2 separate regions of the Drosophila melanogaster genome follow, and region 2 is linked to region 1. A link is a contact called in public targeted proximity ligation data. All regions are on one chromosome and are shown on one strand. The core of a region is the stretch at or near the end of the contact, and the rest is flanking DNA. Distances in the headings are between cores, read along the strand shown.

Region 1 (4,272 bases), core at 422-2,921:
TACACTGGCTCATCAACTCTGGTTCTCCGCTCAGCCTAGATCACAAGGTCTTGCTCTACAATTCTATATTGAAACCAATCTGGACCTATGGCTCACAGTTATGGGGCAATGCCAGCAACAGCAATATTGACATCATTCAGCGAGCACAATCAAAGATTCTGAGAACCATCACTGGGGCACCGTGGTACGTTCGGAGTGAAAACATCCAAAGAGACTTAAATATCCCATCAGTTACCAACGCAATCACGGAACTTAAGGAAAAATACCATAGCAAGCTTCACACGCACCCCAACCACCTAGCGCGAGGTCTAATCCAGCTCAGCAGCCGTTCCCGTCTCCGGCGAAAGGACCTACCAACCCAGCGAATAAATTATTAGGGCCGTTTAAACATAGAACAGTTGGAAAAATAATACAACTGTTCAAAAAATACTTGTTATAGTTAAGATTTTTAAACTTATTGTTAGTTCTTATACAAGAAGATTCAATAAATAAAAGCAAAGTAAAAAAAAAAAAAAAAAAAAAAAAAAAAGTTAAAATAATGATGAAATTAGTTTTAATGCTGTAAGATCGCCTACATAAATAATAACTGCTAACATTCCCCTGTTGAAGTTTGTCGTTAATAACATATTTACACATTATTCATAATTAAAGTAAATATAGATATAAATCGGCAATATATTCGAGCGGAGAATTTAACAATAGAGTATAAAAAATCTTCGTTAAAATAATTATAGTTACGGCATATATTTTTTAATAATATTTCATCCTGTCATATTGCAACGACATTGGCCAAAACTCGAAATCTGTAAATTTGTTTCTTAGATCAAAATTGATATCGGCCCGCAAACCGATAGAAGAGTGCGTAGAAAAATAAGTGGGACTTAAAATATTGACGAGAACCACAGTGGAACCCAGCCAATCTATTTAAAAACTCATATGGAAAACAATTGGTTCTTACACTGAATATGCGTTTCGCGATTTTTAAAGCATTTTATACGTTTGTTAGGGATAGGGTTAAAAAATATTCTTGCATTTCAATGTTTTTTGGTCGGTATCGTATATGTGGGCAACTGCTGTAACTGTAATCGGCTCACAAAAGCTCTGCAATAATTTATTTATGTTGTTATTAATCATAGCTTCAATACCATAAATAAGAAAATTATAAGCAAATTAATAATATGTTGTTCATTCAATAAACTTGTTTATTTCCAATCCAATTACAGTGGTTTGTTATCAAGAGCAAGCATGTTGTCTATTCTATTCTATTTTGAACTTGTGTTGGTATTTATAAATTTTAATCCTCATAAATTTTGATAACATATATTTTTAAATAAACAAAAGAATACAGAAAGGTTAAGGTAAGGATGATATCTACAGAACTTTTTACAAATTTAACCGCAAAGTCTATTGGCATACATTAAACCGGGCTTAGTACCAGCCATACGGCAAACTCTGCTGGCAATATGTGATGATATTAACCGTTTTTCTTCATTTTGGGATTGCCCCTTATATTTTTTTTGTAAGTATAGGATTTGTATATATATATCCCCGGTACCTGTTAGCCAACCAGAAGCAGTCAAACGTAGTGTAAATGTAATATAAGTGTAGTTGGAAACAAGTGTTATTGTGTCACATTCGTCTTCACAGGAGCTAGATCTGTGTTAAACTTGTATAACTAGTTCTTTTTTATGTTTGGCCTTTATAGAAAATTCGGTGGTCGATGTCGATCATTATATTTACTTTCAATACTAACTTATTTTTAAGCATACAATTTTTATTTGTGTTAATTACTTGTGCGTTAAACTGAACCAATTCATTTATCATACAACTTAGAATGTCTGAACTTCAGTCATCTTTACTGTTAAAAAAACAATTGGCAGGTAAGTTTAACAACTTCAAACGTATATAAATGAGCAAGAATGTATATATAAATGTTTTTACATATGTATATGAAATTATTTTTCCAGTCTTGCACATGTGGTTTTAAAATTGGTGCAAAAACCATAAGCTGGCAATGCTCAACCAAATACATATATTATGTGTAATATGAGTGCACATATGTAATTTGTAGCTTAAATATTACCTATATCTTAAGGTAATTTTAATAAATTCTTGTTCTTTTTTGTAAAGTTAATAGTATACTCTTACATAGGATAATAAATGTGTATATGCGCCAATACATATATGTGTAAATATTTGTGTCTACCCTTCTTTTTAAAAATCTCGTGGTATATATTATTATGTACTCAAATTAATGATAAAATTTGAGCAGGAGTTTGCTTAATATGCCGAAAAGATAAATTTATATATGTGTATGAAGGTACACATAATATATATTACTTTCTAACTCTAATAAATGCTTACATCTACACATATGTGTGTATGTATATACAAATTTTGGTAGTGTTCCCTTCACTGCCTTAAATTAAAATTTTTGGAAAGAAATTGTTTTCTAATGATTTAGACATTCAACAACACTTAAAGACTTGGCCGAATGATAGATATATTATTATCATATTTTTGTTAACACTCTACAAAGTTATGGTTAATTGATGTTCAAGGTAACCTAATAAAGCATTTATGTTATTTGTAGGGTTAAACAATGTTCATTACAACCTTTACAATGCTTAGCCCATTTCTTATTTTCAGCCATTAATCGCGAATAGCATTTTGCTACAGGGGCAACAGTATTTTAAAACAAATGAAACCATATACTTTGTTATTTAATCGAACATGTCAACAATGGAATGAGCTTTTTAAATTCGTTTGACTCATACTACTAACTAAAAAATGTATTTATGTATGTATATGTGATTTTTTATATACATATGTATGTATATGTTTATACATATGTTTTTATTCTATAATAAAAATTATTAATTTGTTAATTTGTTTGTGATCGCTAGAGGGAGTCACTAGCATCTACATGCTTTATTTTATCTTTCTATAATTTTCCATCAAGATCTCGACAATCATAAGGACGGATAGACAGATATCGCTAGATCGACTCGAATAGTGATCATGATCTAGAAATATTTACGTTTTAGAGTCAGATTTACTCTTTTTCACCTGTTTCAAACTTTTCATATTATCTTAAATTCATATGTGCAGTTGAAACAACAACCCTAAGAGAGCGTGCATTACGCACACACGTATATTTAAATCCATAAGTGGATTCAACCTGTAAGAGACTGGACATAAAACTTTACTGTACATCGCCGAATCTTTAAATTTGTTGTTTACTTTTTGTTCAGTTTATTGTGGGTTGTAATTTCTATTGAAGTTTCGGCACGTCGACTGTAATCGCCCAACCACGCCAAACTTTTTTAAAAAATATGTTCTCATTTATATATTTTCCCATTTTTCATGTCAATTTTTATCGATTTGCCAAAAGAATTTTAATAGAATATAGAGAATATAGATATAATATTCTTGTTTTCAAATAATTTGACAGTCCAATTCTTTTAGTCGACCATCAGAAAACTGAAAAATTCTTACTTGTGAAACATGCTAATTTTACAGAATTATAGAATAATTTAAATTTCGACTGGGAAACCAAACCATTTTTCGATGGTGGGCGTGACAGTTTATTACGGCTTGTGGGCATTAGATTACGCAAAAACCAGTGGCAAAAACCAAAAGGAATATGCATGTTAAATTTAATTTTCTAGCTCATGACAAATTATCCTGAATATACATACATATATACTTTTTACGATCAGAAACGGTACCTTCTACTGTTATATACAGTTTAACAAATTTGACATATCCTTCTTTTCAACGTCTAAGTGGTATAGTCATAATCCAAAATAAAATAGGTCCTCGCCGAACGTATTTAAAAAAATACAACCTACGGAACCAGATTGTTACACGTGATTACTAAAAATTAATAATTATTTTTATCTTTTCAGAACTAAACAAGAATCCAGTGGAAGGATTCTCCGCTGGTTTAATTGATGAGAATGATATATTTCGCTGGGAAGTTTTAATAATTGGACCGCCAGATACACTGTAGTATGCTATGAACATTGTATTCTTTTTCGTTTAAAAAATCATATTTATGCAACAATCACTGTAGACGCTATTCCAATCAATGTACGTCAAAGCGAAAACTAGACATACATGAAGCAATGAAATTCTGTTGTGGCTGTCCCATTGACACCAACAAAAACAAAAGAGAATGCTCTAATCGAGTTCCCCGACTATCAGATACCCGTTATTCAGCTAGAGTGAAAGCGAACGCGAAATTTCATAATTTTTTCTGAGATATCG
Region 2 (4,377 bases), core at 783-3,282, 510 kb after region 1:
GCAGGTGAGAAATCTCACACCGTTCGTTTCCAACGAGCTGCTGTACAAGTCCTTCGAAATCTTTGGTCCCATCGAGAGGGCCAGCATCACCGTCGACGATTCTGGCAAGCATATGGGCGAGGGCATAGTTGAGTTTGCTAAGAAGTCATCGGCCAGCGCCTGCCTGCGGATGTGCAATGAGAAGTGCTTCTTCCTGACTGCTTCCCTTCGACCGTGTCTGGTCGATCCGATGTCTGATCCGATCAAAATGCCAACACCATTTTAACAATTTGCATATTTGATGCCCGATAAATCGAAATGTAAAAATTGATCCTTTGCACAAATTAAAACGAATCCATTCCGCTTTGCGTGTTCCTCAAACAATTTCTTAATAACTAATGCTATTTTATACATTCACAAAGTATTTGATTCGCATTGAAGTGGTAATTTCTGTGCAAGGGCATTTCTTTTAACTGCTTATTGGATTGTAAGAATATCATTTTTACTTTTTAAATTAAATATTAATGAATTTATCCCTTTTCAGGCAAACAGTGAGAGTCTGAAGCCAATAACCAAACTTTGTAAAAAGTGCCTGTGCATTCCGGCCAGTTCAACAGAATATGAAAGAATATGTCTTATTATGAATATAAAAAACCATTATTTTGTTATTACTAAATATTTTGAATACTGCGTTAATTCAAATAATAGTTTGCATTGAAGCAAATAAAGCGTTTTTGTTTAAAAATGCATTTTAATTCCTGTGCATGTATTTCTGCATTTTTCTAAAGGGCTACTGTAATATATATTTTTTAATTTGCAAGGGTATATAAACATCGGTTCACGTTAAATTATAGTTCCTTTATTTTTGTTTTCTTTTTAACTATCCATACTATCGATGTTTTCTTAAAAAACCATCGATAGTGCCGACCATCGATGATTCTCCAGCTCTATTCTCGCGCGCACTTTAAAGTCAGCCAAATAATATACAATTAATTCTATCGATATTAGTGTCACCTAGTATTTTATATTTATACACAGCTTACACTTAGTGTTTTATATTTATACACGGCTTTTATCTTATCGCAGAAACATTTTTTTTTAATAATCAAGGCTTGTTATCTTCTAATGAACCCCTTTTAAGAAATTACATTCGCTTGCGTAATACCAACTTTTTTAACAAATGTAAGTCAAATGTTTCAATCATAAAGTAAAAGAACAAATAAAATTTAACAAATGAAACTTTTGGCTGACTGACTTAAACAGGGGGAAATTTAAAACTTTTAAAACCTATAACATATTAACGAAGAAAAATATAAGGATCTGCATTTATTGTTTATATTGACAATAATGATTTATTAACTTCGTGTATTTTTACAAATATTATTTTTTCCTCATATATCAGGGAGTTTGCAGTAGTGCAATGACCTTTTATTTTTAGAAGTACCGGGTCACTAGCCGAGTCGATATGGCCATATATGGTCCGTATAGATATCGAAATCTAAGGAACTAGTAAAGCTAGAAATTTGAGGTCTATAGATATACGTAGACGCTGCGCAACATTGTTAACTGATGGTGTTACGCTTACACATAAGGATAATGTTCTGACATATATTAAGTTTTTTTTATCAGTTTTGTTAATTTCTATCAATATGACAAAAAACTTTTGCCACGCGCACAATGCGCCCAAAACTACAGCGACCAAACTAGATATTTAGATTTTTCAATTATATTTCAGTCTCGTAAATGAATATCGTTTTGCTAATAAATGCTTAGAACGCCAACAATACCACAAAAAAATGTTTTATCTCTCTTGTCAATTTCTATCAGTATAAACACCTTTTGGCAACGCCACATTATACGGCCACTAACTGGTCAAAACACATCCACACATTTGAAAAAAATAAATTTGTTCTTATATTATTTGCTATTTTCCCAATTTCTTTTGATCTGAGTAACGGGTAACTGATAGTCATCGAACTCGACTAAAGCGATGCAAATAGTCGTTCCTGGTAGCTCGACGTTCATAGAGACGGACAGACGGATCCACTCGTCTATTAATTCTGATCAAGAATATATATGGTCGGAAACGTTTCCTTCTGTCTGTTACGTACTTTTACTCTAGGAGTAACGGGTATAACTATGAAGGACTAGTCTGGACGGGTCTTAAAGCATGACGCACGTCTTATAATTGTTTTAATTTGGTCTTTTTTTGTAGCGTTACTGCTAGTGTTGCTGTATTAACCTCATAAATATCCTCAGTATCAAAACGTCTTAATAAATTCATATGTAAATATGAGTCAAACATTGATCCGTCGTCTCTTCAATCAAGCTTGTAGCAGAAATATTTTTATTTTGAACCAAAGCTTGTTATCTTCACATGAACCCATTTTACCAGGTTACATTGGTTTACGTAATACCAGCTTCTTTAACAAATGTAAGTAAAATGTTTTAATTCAATAAAAGAGCAGAAATGTTTCTATCTGCCATTGGATAAAAATGGTTCTAGGTAGTAGTAATGGTGCAAATAAAATGAAACAAGGAATTCTTTTTCTGGCTGATTTACAGTGAAATACAGTGGGTCAGAAATTATTTCCACGAGGTGTAATTTGAATCTTTCAAAGCCTTTAAAAGAAAAATGTCAGAATCATTATGTATTTTTTATTTAAACAACAATGATTTATTATTTTCGTGTATTTTTACAAATATTATTTTTTCCTCATATTTAAAGGACTTTGCAGTAATAATGACCCTTCGTATTTAGAAGTATCGGGTCACTAGCCGAGTCGATATGGCCATGGACAAAAAACTTTTTCCACGCTTACAATCCGCCCAAAACTACTGCGACCATACTTTTGAAAAATATTTACAGTTTTTCTTTATATTTCAGTCTTGAAAATGTCTCTGTATTTTCTTATAAATATTTGAAAACCCCACAAAAAACGTATTATTTGACTTGCAAATTTTTTCTCGGTATAAAAAAAACCTTTTGGCCATGCTCCTTTAACGCCCACTTACCGGCCAAAACTTTAAATTTGTTTTCATTTTATTTGTCATTTTCTCAATTTTTTGAGATGTCTGAATATGTTGAAATTTCTAGTTTGCACTTTCACTAGCCAAAGACACTAGAATAACAAGATAAGTAACGCTCATACATTGGTTTGGCACTATGCAGCCACTTTTTTAGTGACGGTTTAATTTGCTCTCTGTCCGCTTGCTTACGCTGAGAGCGTAAGAAATCTAAAAATAGAATTTGCTTGCTTGTGCGCACTTTTTAAATATATCAAATTGGAATAGACAAAAAAAACTGAAACTGAACAACCGAATCTATTAAAAATGGATAATTTACATACATCATATTCATATTAAGTCAAATGACTTCATAAATATACTTAATAATTAAAGCAAATACAAAGGAAATTATTATAACTACTGTAACTAGTTAAATGTTAAATTTTCCAAAAAGAAGACATAAGAGAAATAAATATTTCATAAAAATAATACGTTGTAGAAAATAAAAATTTATAAAATAAACTGTTTATTGCAAGTCATATCTTGAGGCACGAAGTGCGGACACAAGCACTCAACAATCATTGTCGCATGCTGAACACTCTATTGACAAAAATTCGAATAAAAAGTAATTTTTGAAATTTATTTTGTGATATTATGATTCGGCTATTACTATTTCTAAGCTATATTTAAATAATAATAACGTTAAGGCAATGCAAAACAAGAATTTTTCGCGTGGTGGCAATTGATTAAAAATAATATAGATTTAAAGTCTAAGAACTTCTAAGGTGAAGGGCATATTTTGTCAAATTTAAAATGCATGATCATACACACTGTAAAATAAGTTGAATTTTTGACTTTAAAGCTAAAAATTAAGAGTTTTTTGCTTAATTAAACGCAATTTTTTTATAAAATATAATTAAACAATATTTATTTTATCTATAAATCACAAAAACAAATTAAAAATATTAAATATACAAGAAAATAAACAACAAATTCCAAGTTTACACACTTTTGAGACTGTCAAGAAACAGCACACTTTGAGAATTTATCAACACACGTTAGGAAGTATTTTTGTGTGTAGAAAATACATCAATGTGTTAACGTTCTCCTGCGTAGGTGGTGATTGGCATTTCTTGGATGTCATTCAAACTTAGCCCTCGAGCAGACCTTACAATTTGCAACAATTTGCTGTTAATTTCATGTTAGGAAAAAAATAGTCACGCATTATTTGCTTAACATTTTCCTGTGCCGCTCGGTGGGCGCGGTTGTGTTTTGCCTGTACTTTTTCACTTTGCTCCGATTTAACTGGGAGTTACCAAATACTTTGAGTATCGAAATTTTGTTGACGAGAAAAGTTCGATCAGTGTGTGTTGTTTAAAAGCAAGGATC

Evidence for each region.
Region 2: a contact with region 1 is called in a targeted proximity ligation map of the Kc167 cell line, with 7 times the contacts expected there. A contact is called at or near these places in 2 of 7 datasets of targeted methods (the Kc167 cell line and the S2 cell line).

The regions. Positions count from the first base shown.
Region 1 is chr3L:24,026,844-24,031,115 of dm6, forward strand. CG40045 reads left to right here and starts at 1,672. Exons shown (of 3, transcript NM_001275311.1): 1 at 1,672-1,880; 2 at 3,912-4,011. The coding sequence starts at 1,835.
Region 2 is chr3L:24,535,204-24,539,580 of dm6, forward strand. mRpS5 (mitochondrial ribosomal protein S5) reads left to right here and starts at 2,033. Exons shown (of 3, transcript NM_001043187.2): 1 at 2,033-2,110; 2 at 2,195-2,413. The coding sequence starts at 2,272. It also overlaps the pseudogene CR12460.